Linked DNA regions of Sus scrofa: region 1 is linked to region 2. A link is a contact called in public Hi-C data. All regions are on one chromosome and are shown on one strand. Each heading gives the region's core, a stretch centred on a gene start, on an enhancer-like site or on the middle of the called end of the contact. The rest is flanking DNA. Distances are from core to core; before and after follow the strand shown.

Evidence for each region. Hi-C and Micro-C count contacts between places; a contact is called where the count stands out from the background.
Region 1: a contact with region 2 is called in a Hi-C map of liver, with 7 times the contacts expected there. The contact joins two enhancer-like sites. A contact is called at or near these places in 7 of 47 Hi-C or Micro-C datasets (embryonic fibroblasts, epiblast stem cells, liver and 2 more).

The regions. Positions count from the first base shown.
Region 1 is chr13:173,728,528-173,732,391 of Sscrofa11.1, reverse strand. The region is part of intron 3 of GBE1 (1,4-alpha-glucan-branching enzyme); the gene reads right to left. Among named protein-coding and RNA genes, the nearest start is that of GBE1, 96 kb to the right of the region's middle. Within about 2 kb of position 1,596, at least 2 of the 83 cell types and tissues checked have an H3K27ac peak or open chromatin away from gene starts, as enhancers often do. A contact at or near this core is called in liver, where this site is marked.
Region 2 is chr13:173,521,008-173,524,888 of Sscrofa11.1, reverse strand. No RefSeq gene overlaps it. Among named protein-coding and RNA genes, the nearest start is that of GBE1, 110 kb to the left of the region's middle. Within about 2 kb of position 2,133, at least 2 of the 83 cell types and tissues checked have an H3K27ac peak or open chromatin away from gene starts, as enhancers often do. A contact at or near this core is called in liver, where this site is marked.

The DNA of each region.
Region 1 (3,864 bases), core at 347-2,846, 210 kb before region 2:
AAGCCCAGGCAATAATACCATCTACTTAACCTCTCTAAACTTCAGTATACTCATCATGAAATGATATGTAATAACAGTATCTTATTTCACAGTGTTACCATAAGGATCAAATTAAATATGAATGTAAAGTAATCTCTAATTTCTTTCATGTGTCTCATCTGAGAAAACTGTAAATGTGGGTGTTAGGTTCCATGACTCTTTTCTATTCATCAATTGTATATCATCTAAATATAATTCAGAAAGAAATAGGATCTGCTCTGAATTGAAATGTGCCCTCCTCCAAATTCATTGTTGAAGCCCTAACCCCCACTGTGATGGTATGTTGAGACAGGGCATTTGGAAGAAAATTAGGTTTAAATGGAAGGCATAAGCCTGGGGGCCTGATGATAAGATTCTTGCCATGTGAGGACACAGCAAGAAGGCAGCCATCTTTAAGCCAGGAAAATAATGCTCACTGGAACCCAACCATGCTGGCTGATCTCAGACTTCCAGCCTTCAGAACTGTGAGAAATTAAATTTCTGTTGTTTACACTGCCCAGAATACAGCATTTTGTTATTTTAGCTCTAAAGATCACTATTATACAACCCTTTGAAAAGGTTCAAGGTCTGGCATCAAGAAACCTCTATTCTAATCCATTTTGTTACTGATTTGGCAAAGAAAAGTTAAAGTACATAAACATCCTAAATAAACACTTCAAAGAAGACAATGCGTGGAGTTCCCAATGTGGCTCAGCAGGTTAAGAGTCCAACTAATAACCATAAGGATGTGGCTTCAATCCCTGGCCTCACTCCGTGGGTTAAGGATCCTGCATATGTTGTAAACTTGGCTCCAATTTGGAGCTCTGATTGGACCCCTAGCCGGGAAACTTCCATATGCTGCAGGTGCATCTCTAGAAACAAACAAAAAATTTTCTTTTTTTGGGGCCCTATCCATAGCAGTAGAAGTTCCTGAGCCAGGGATCGAACCCAGACCTCAGTGACAAGGGTGGATCCTTTAACTGCTAGGCCACCAGGGACCTTCCTAAAAGAAGATAATCCTGATTGTCATTGCTAGTCAAATGGATATTAATAGAAATAATTTTTAAGAAAAGAAAACAGAAATCAGAAGAAAAGAAAGGAATTCTTCAGTTTGCCTCCAACCCACCTTTCAGGTTTACTTTCCCTGGAACTCTCACTTCTCTTGACCTGCACTCTTTCACTGACCTCCTGAGCCCCATTTTACTAGTCAGTCAGATCCACTTATCATTGGCTTTCTGCCCCAGGAGGCTAATTGATGTGGACCATATTTCCCAGAACTCTGGCTTTTTATTGGACTGGGCAATGTGGAACCACAGGAAGAGGTCAGAGAAAGGAAGAAGAGTGAGAGATCAGAGTATTTGTTTCCTTATTCCCCTAGCTCCTTCCCTGCAAGGTAGTCATGAATTAACCACATCTGTCACCAAAACTCAGTGCTCCTCTCAAGATGGCTGATTCGGTCTCCCTCTGGGTTCTAGTAATTGATCCCATGTTCCTTGTGGCCTAGGCAAGGTTAGTATGGGTGTTGCTAAGTCCCCTCACCCCACTCTCCTTTGAACTCTAGAGCAGATCCCTCGCATGTTCAACTTTGAAAACAGCCTTTCGGAGGTGGAAAGAAAAAAATAAACAAAACTGTTCAAACTGTCCTATTTTCAGTATGCCGTTGCTTCCTGTTGGAACTTCAATCAATACACACACTTTTATTCATGCAGTACACCGAGTTAAAACAGCCTTCATCTTTCTATCTCTCTGGGCAACTTCTAAACATGTTACCAAGTGTGCTTGAATGTCACTGCCCTTCTGTTATTTCCCCTGTTACTATCACAGAATGAATAAACTGTTCACTAATATTTTGCTCCAATAGCACTTTATTTTTAAAACACACACACATCCCACATATATACTATAATTCAGTTCAAGCATCACGGAACAAGGACAGTACCTGACAAATGGCAGAACCTAAATAATTATGTTAAATTCCTATGAAACACCTTGAGAATTTTTTTTTTAAGTAGAATTGTTATTAAAAGTGTATCCCTTAAAATAAGGAACAAAAAATACCTTTACATAATTAATTTGGCTATGCATTCAAAAGAAGAAGTATCAAAGACATGAGTAATATATGACTATTTATTCCTTAGGAACACAGACTTCTGTTCTTTCCTTATATCTTTATAGCCTTGAATATCACTTTATTATATTACTTTATTTTTAAAATATTTTGTTCCCGTCATGGCTCAGTGCTTAATGAATCCAACTAGGAACCATGAGGTTACCGGTTCGATCCCTGGCCTCTGTCAGTGGGTTAAGGATCCGGAGTTGCCATGAGCTGTGGTGTAGGTCGCAAACATGGTTCAGATCCTGCGTTGCTGTGGCTCTGGTGTAGGCCGGTGGCTACAGCTCCAATTCAATCCCTAGCCTGGAAACCTCCATATGCCATGGGTGCGGCCCTAGAAAAGACAAAAATAAATAAATAAATAAATAATATTTTGTTTGGTAAACTTACTTAAAAACACAGAAAAGAGACATTTACATCACCATACAAGTAATTAGGTATCTTTTTCCAAAGTGTTCCATTGGAAAAAAAAGGTGTTTTGCAGAGAAAACAAAGCTTTATTTCAATGGTAGGTGATAAATTCTTTTTTGTCAATGATTACCACATAATTCATAAGAGAAACATCCACAAGTGAGTTATAAAGGTCAATTCCTTGTAGACTGAAATAAATTTTCAAGTTCAATTTAAAACGAGAGTTTTAATTACTGTGGTAGACTACCTAGGGACAATTTCAGATTGAAAGGCCAAAAACCACAAGTTGGTGATTTTTTTCTTCTTTTTATGGCCACACTTGCAGCATATGGAAGTTTCTATGCTATGGATCAAATCAGAGTTGCAGCTGCTGACCTATGCCACAGCCATAGCAACACTGACCCAAGCTGCATCGGTGACCTATGCTACAGCTTGTGGCAATGCCAGATCCTTAACCCACTGGGAGGCCAGAGATCAAACCTGCATCCTCTGGAGCCTATGTCAGGTCCTTAATCTGCTGAGCCACAATGGGAACTCCAACTTACTGGTTTTTGTATAGAGAATATAACCCTACCCTGTCCCCAAAAGAAAATCTCATACATCATTTCCTATAAATGAAAAACTAATTATATCACCATATTGACACTATAATAAAATCTAAATGTTTCCCAAAATTTGAAACATCCAAATATTATGAGTGATATTTTGGTCCTAAGTTTCCAATAAATTTATCTTCACTAAAATCTTTATAGAATAATGAAGAAAGATTACACAACAGTTAACTTGATATTTGTTGTATGTTTATTTACTGTGAGAGATTTTTAAGGCCACATAAAAAAGTAAAAGATGCTTTTTAAATTATTTCATTACATCTGCATCAAATAAATTTATGAAAGAAAGCACAGGACAGAGAATAGCGTCAAAAGTACCTTAGTCCGAATGGGCTGCTATAGCAAAATACCAGAGACTGAGTGGCTTACAAACAACCAAAACTGACGTCTCACAGTTCTAGAGGCTAGAAATTCAAGATCAGCTGCCACCATGATCTGGTGAGGGCCCTCCTCCAGGCTGCACATTTCTTACTGTATCTTCATTTGGTGGAGGGGCCAGGAATCACTCTGAAGCCTCCCTCATATGGGCACTAATCCTATTCAGATGGCTACACCTTCATGACTGACTTAAGCATCTCCTAAAACCCCAAGTACTAGTACCATCATATAAGGAATTAGGATTTCAACATATGATTTGGAGGGAGGCACAAATATTCACACCATAGCAGAAAGTATAAAAGACTTGAAATTGGATGGTCGAGGCAAATGCCT
Region 2 (3,881 bases), core at 884-3,383:
CTCGGATCGCGTGTTGCTGTGGCTCTGGTATAGGTCAGTGGCTACAGCTCCGATTCGACTCCTAGCCTGGGGACCTCCATGTGCCATGGGAGTCGCCCTAGAAAAGGCAAAAAGACAAAAAAAAAAAAAAAAGAGTGTACTATATTGATTTATCCTTGCCAGTGACATAAAGAGGTATAGGAGCTTCTCGAGAGTGGAGATTGGCAAGAGCTAGGCACCATACCATGGGCTGAGCTTTAGAGTGGTGTTCTAAAGGACCAAGAAAGGGAGTTCCTGCTGTGGCGCAGAGGGTTGCAGCTACCGCTTAGATTTGGTCCTTGGCCCAGGAACTTCCATATGCCACAGGTGCGACCAAAAAATGAAAATGAAAAATAAAGAGCCAAGAAGGAAGACAGGCAAGAACAAAGGAGAGAGGGCTCAGTGCTGTTCTGTTTAGGAGTCTGGGACCACAAAGGATGTAGTGAGCAGAGGACGCTGGATATGCTAAAATTCTGAGGATATGATGGTCATCATTTGTCCTCTGGAATTTAGGACATGTTGAGGAAGAAGATATAATTTAGAAATGAAGAAAGAAAATATAGAATTCCTGATATCCAGTCTGGGTCATTGGCCCTGGACAAGGCTTTATTTCATGTCTTACCAGATGAAAGTGGGGAGTTGGGGGAGAGCATAACCCAGGAAATATGACCTGGTTCTCTTACAATTAGCTTGGTGGTATCAAAATACTGATCAAGCATTTTTTTTTTCCTTTGGCTATGTCCATGGCATGTGGAAGTTCCCAGGCCAGGGACTAAACCCATGCCACAGCAGCAACCCAAGCTGTTGCAGTGACAGCACTGGATCCTTAGCCCCCTGTGCCACAAGCAATTCCTCAAGCATTTCTTTAGTACCAGACACTGTGTATTCATTTTTATTTAATATTTACAATGTTATTAACAATTAGTTAACTTAGAGATTTAACAGGAAATTGAGTGTTAATGTTGTTCCCAAGGTCACATGGTCTAGAAGTGCACACGATTGAAATTTGAACCTAAAGTGGTTACATTGCGAAGTTCATACTCCTTTCTCTATTTCCAGGTGGTTCTTAAACCTAGATGTGCATTAGAATCTTCTTGGTAGCTTTTAAAAATAACTAACTTAGATAGCACCCCCAGGTATCCTGATGTAATTTGTCTGGTATGGGTGCAGGCATGGAAATTTTTTTTTCTTGCTTTGGTAATTTTCCCTAGGTGATTCAAGGTATAGTTGAGATTGAGAACAACTGCTATACAATGTTGAGGGGAGGGGAAGATAGGGGAATTTAACTCACTGTAATGTTTTTAAGGTGTGATCCAGGACCAACAGTTTCATCAGAGAACTTGTTAGAAATACAAAAACCTTCCTTGAATTAGAAACTAGGGGTGGGGTTCAACAATTCGCATTTTAAAAACTTCTAATACACACTAAAATATGAGAACCCTTATCATGGGACTGAGGGTCTTGCATTTGAGCTCAAGAAGACCTAAGTTTTAACTGGCTGTCAACATTTAACAGCTATACCCACTGAATCAAGTACCTCAACGTCTCTAGGTCTTAATCTCCCCAGATGTAAAAATGGTAATGCTATTTACTGCTCTGACAAATAATGGGAAACTTTATATAATCCAACTGGCCCACACCAAGTGTTCGATAAATAGCAACTAATAGTAAGGGGTAAGTATTTCAGAAAGAGTGATGAGTCAGAAATTGAGCCTGTAAGTGGAGCTTAAATGAGCCTATCTTTAAAGATCTGGGGGAAGGAGGTTATGAGAATATATAGTAGGTACTTGAGAGTTGCATGGGTGTATTGTATCTTAGAAGACTCTCAACAGCTAATATTGAAAAATGGACAAAAATATCTGGCCTACAGAATCCTTAAATAGTTGTATTTCTGAACAGAATTGGAGTTACCTTTTATGCATGCTGTTGGATATGTAGTAGTTATATAATGATTATTAACATTTTCTACTTTTTCATTTGGTTAGATAAACATGTTGCTGATTTGCTTTTAGCTTCACCTGTTTAAATATTCTTTGAATGTTTAGATAATAGATTTGGTCATGTAAAGTACTGCTGACAAATGCGTTAGATTTGAACCTTGGACTTAAAGTACACATCCTTTCTGAGCCAAGCTTCATTTCCTCCCTATTTATTCTCCTTTGAAGATCCAGAGTCTAAAAGCAAGTACTTGTGGCCACCAGAAAGAAGGCATGTGCTGAGAGAATGAAAGGATACCCAAGATCTTAAATACTCCCAGATTTTTTTATTTTATACCTCAGTGACAAAAGAACCTGTGTGCCTGTGTATGTGTATATAAGATATCTTTAAGAGGTTACTGAAGATTATCTATCTTAACTTACTGAGAATAACTGTGTTTTAAATATAGTAATTATAAAATAGTATTACCAGTAAATGGCTCTGTAGCCAATTGTATTTAGCCTTGTCACTGAAACTGTCATTAGTTTGAGAAAGGTGAGCTATTGTAGGAGGGAACTGAACACAAACTTGTTTCCTTTGCTCCAGAAGATACTGCAAGTAGATTAAATAAAATCCTGGAGATGTTTGAAAACTTTTGAGAAAAGAATGAGGTGGATAGCAGAAAGAGAAACAATTAGGTGAGAGGGAACTATTGATTTAGATTTTCTTAGAAATATGAGTGCAGGAGGCATTTCAAATTCACACTTACACATACACATGAAGAGGGTCCTAAAAGGATGTCATGGTACTTGAGAGAAAAAAACCAAAAACAATTTTGCCTATTGACCTAAAAGTTCAGTCTTTGCTTTAACAGTTCTCATAGGTATAGGATAAAATATCTGATCTCTCTGAGTGGTTTATATTTAAATATGACTTTAGTAATTGTTCTGGTGTCATGTGTAGTTTTAAGTATAGAATCTAGAATATAGTCATGACATTTATGTTGAAAAAAATAAAAGAGTAACTAATGTCACTCTTTCAAAAAAAAAAAAAAGAAAAAATCATTGGATCAAAAGATATTCTGTCATACAGAAATTTGTGAATTTGGGTCCTGGGTCAATCCCATTATAATTATTTTATTTATTTATGAAATGGAAGGATAAATACATTTGGACAATCGAAAGGGGAAGAATCTTAATTTATGCATGTAGGCAGTTTTTAATAATACATTACTGTGAAATTTATAATATCATGAATTCAAAATCAGTACTCTAAAGGAGACAGTCAAATCTTTATGTAAGTGCTTGTAACTTTCTTCTGAAAAATACTGGTCACTAATTTTCTCTTTTATACTTGTTAAAAAGAGATATTTATCATTTAATTCTACTACGTTTAACCTTAACTTGTCAATAGATTCTTCAGGATTTGTGAAACTATTTGCTCTTCTAATTAAAAAGTGAGGTTACCATAGCAACTAGTATATCCTTAATACTCTGCTTATGTAACCACTGAGATTCAGAGCAGTTTTTCATCTGGATTCTTCTATCAGCTACACTTATTTCAGATGCTCTCTTGCACTCTGGACTATAAAGGAAAATGCTTTCTTTACTGATTATACACATTTGAGTATTTTTAAACAATTTTCTTATAATATAGACCAAGTGCCTCTGATGTCTGGAGAAATTTTGAAGGTGGAAATAATGTAAAAGCACTTTAAAAAATTTTGGAAATACCAAAGGAGTAGTGGTGTCGTAATTGTTTAAGTAACAGTGGACTTAGAATTTCAATTTCAGAAAAGGCCTTGAAGTAAAAAGGATCAGTCATTTGATGAATATGTTATTCTGAGGAATTCTTCTACAAGAGAGATCACAACTTGTTCTTGGGAGACTTTCTTATTAACTCAGAACATGTAATAAAAAGGAAATCTTGCTTGGCTCCTAATAAAA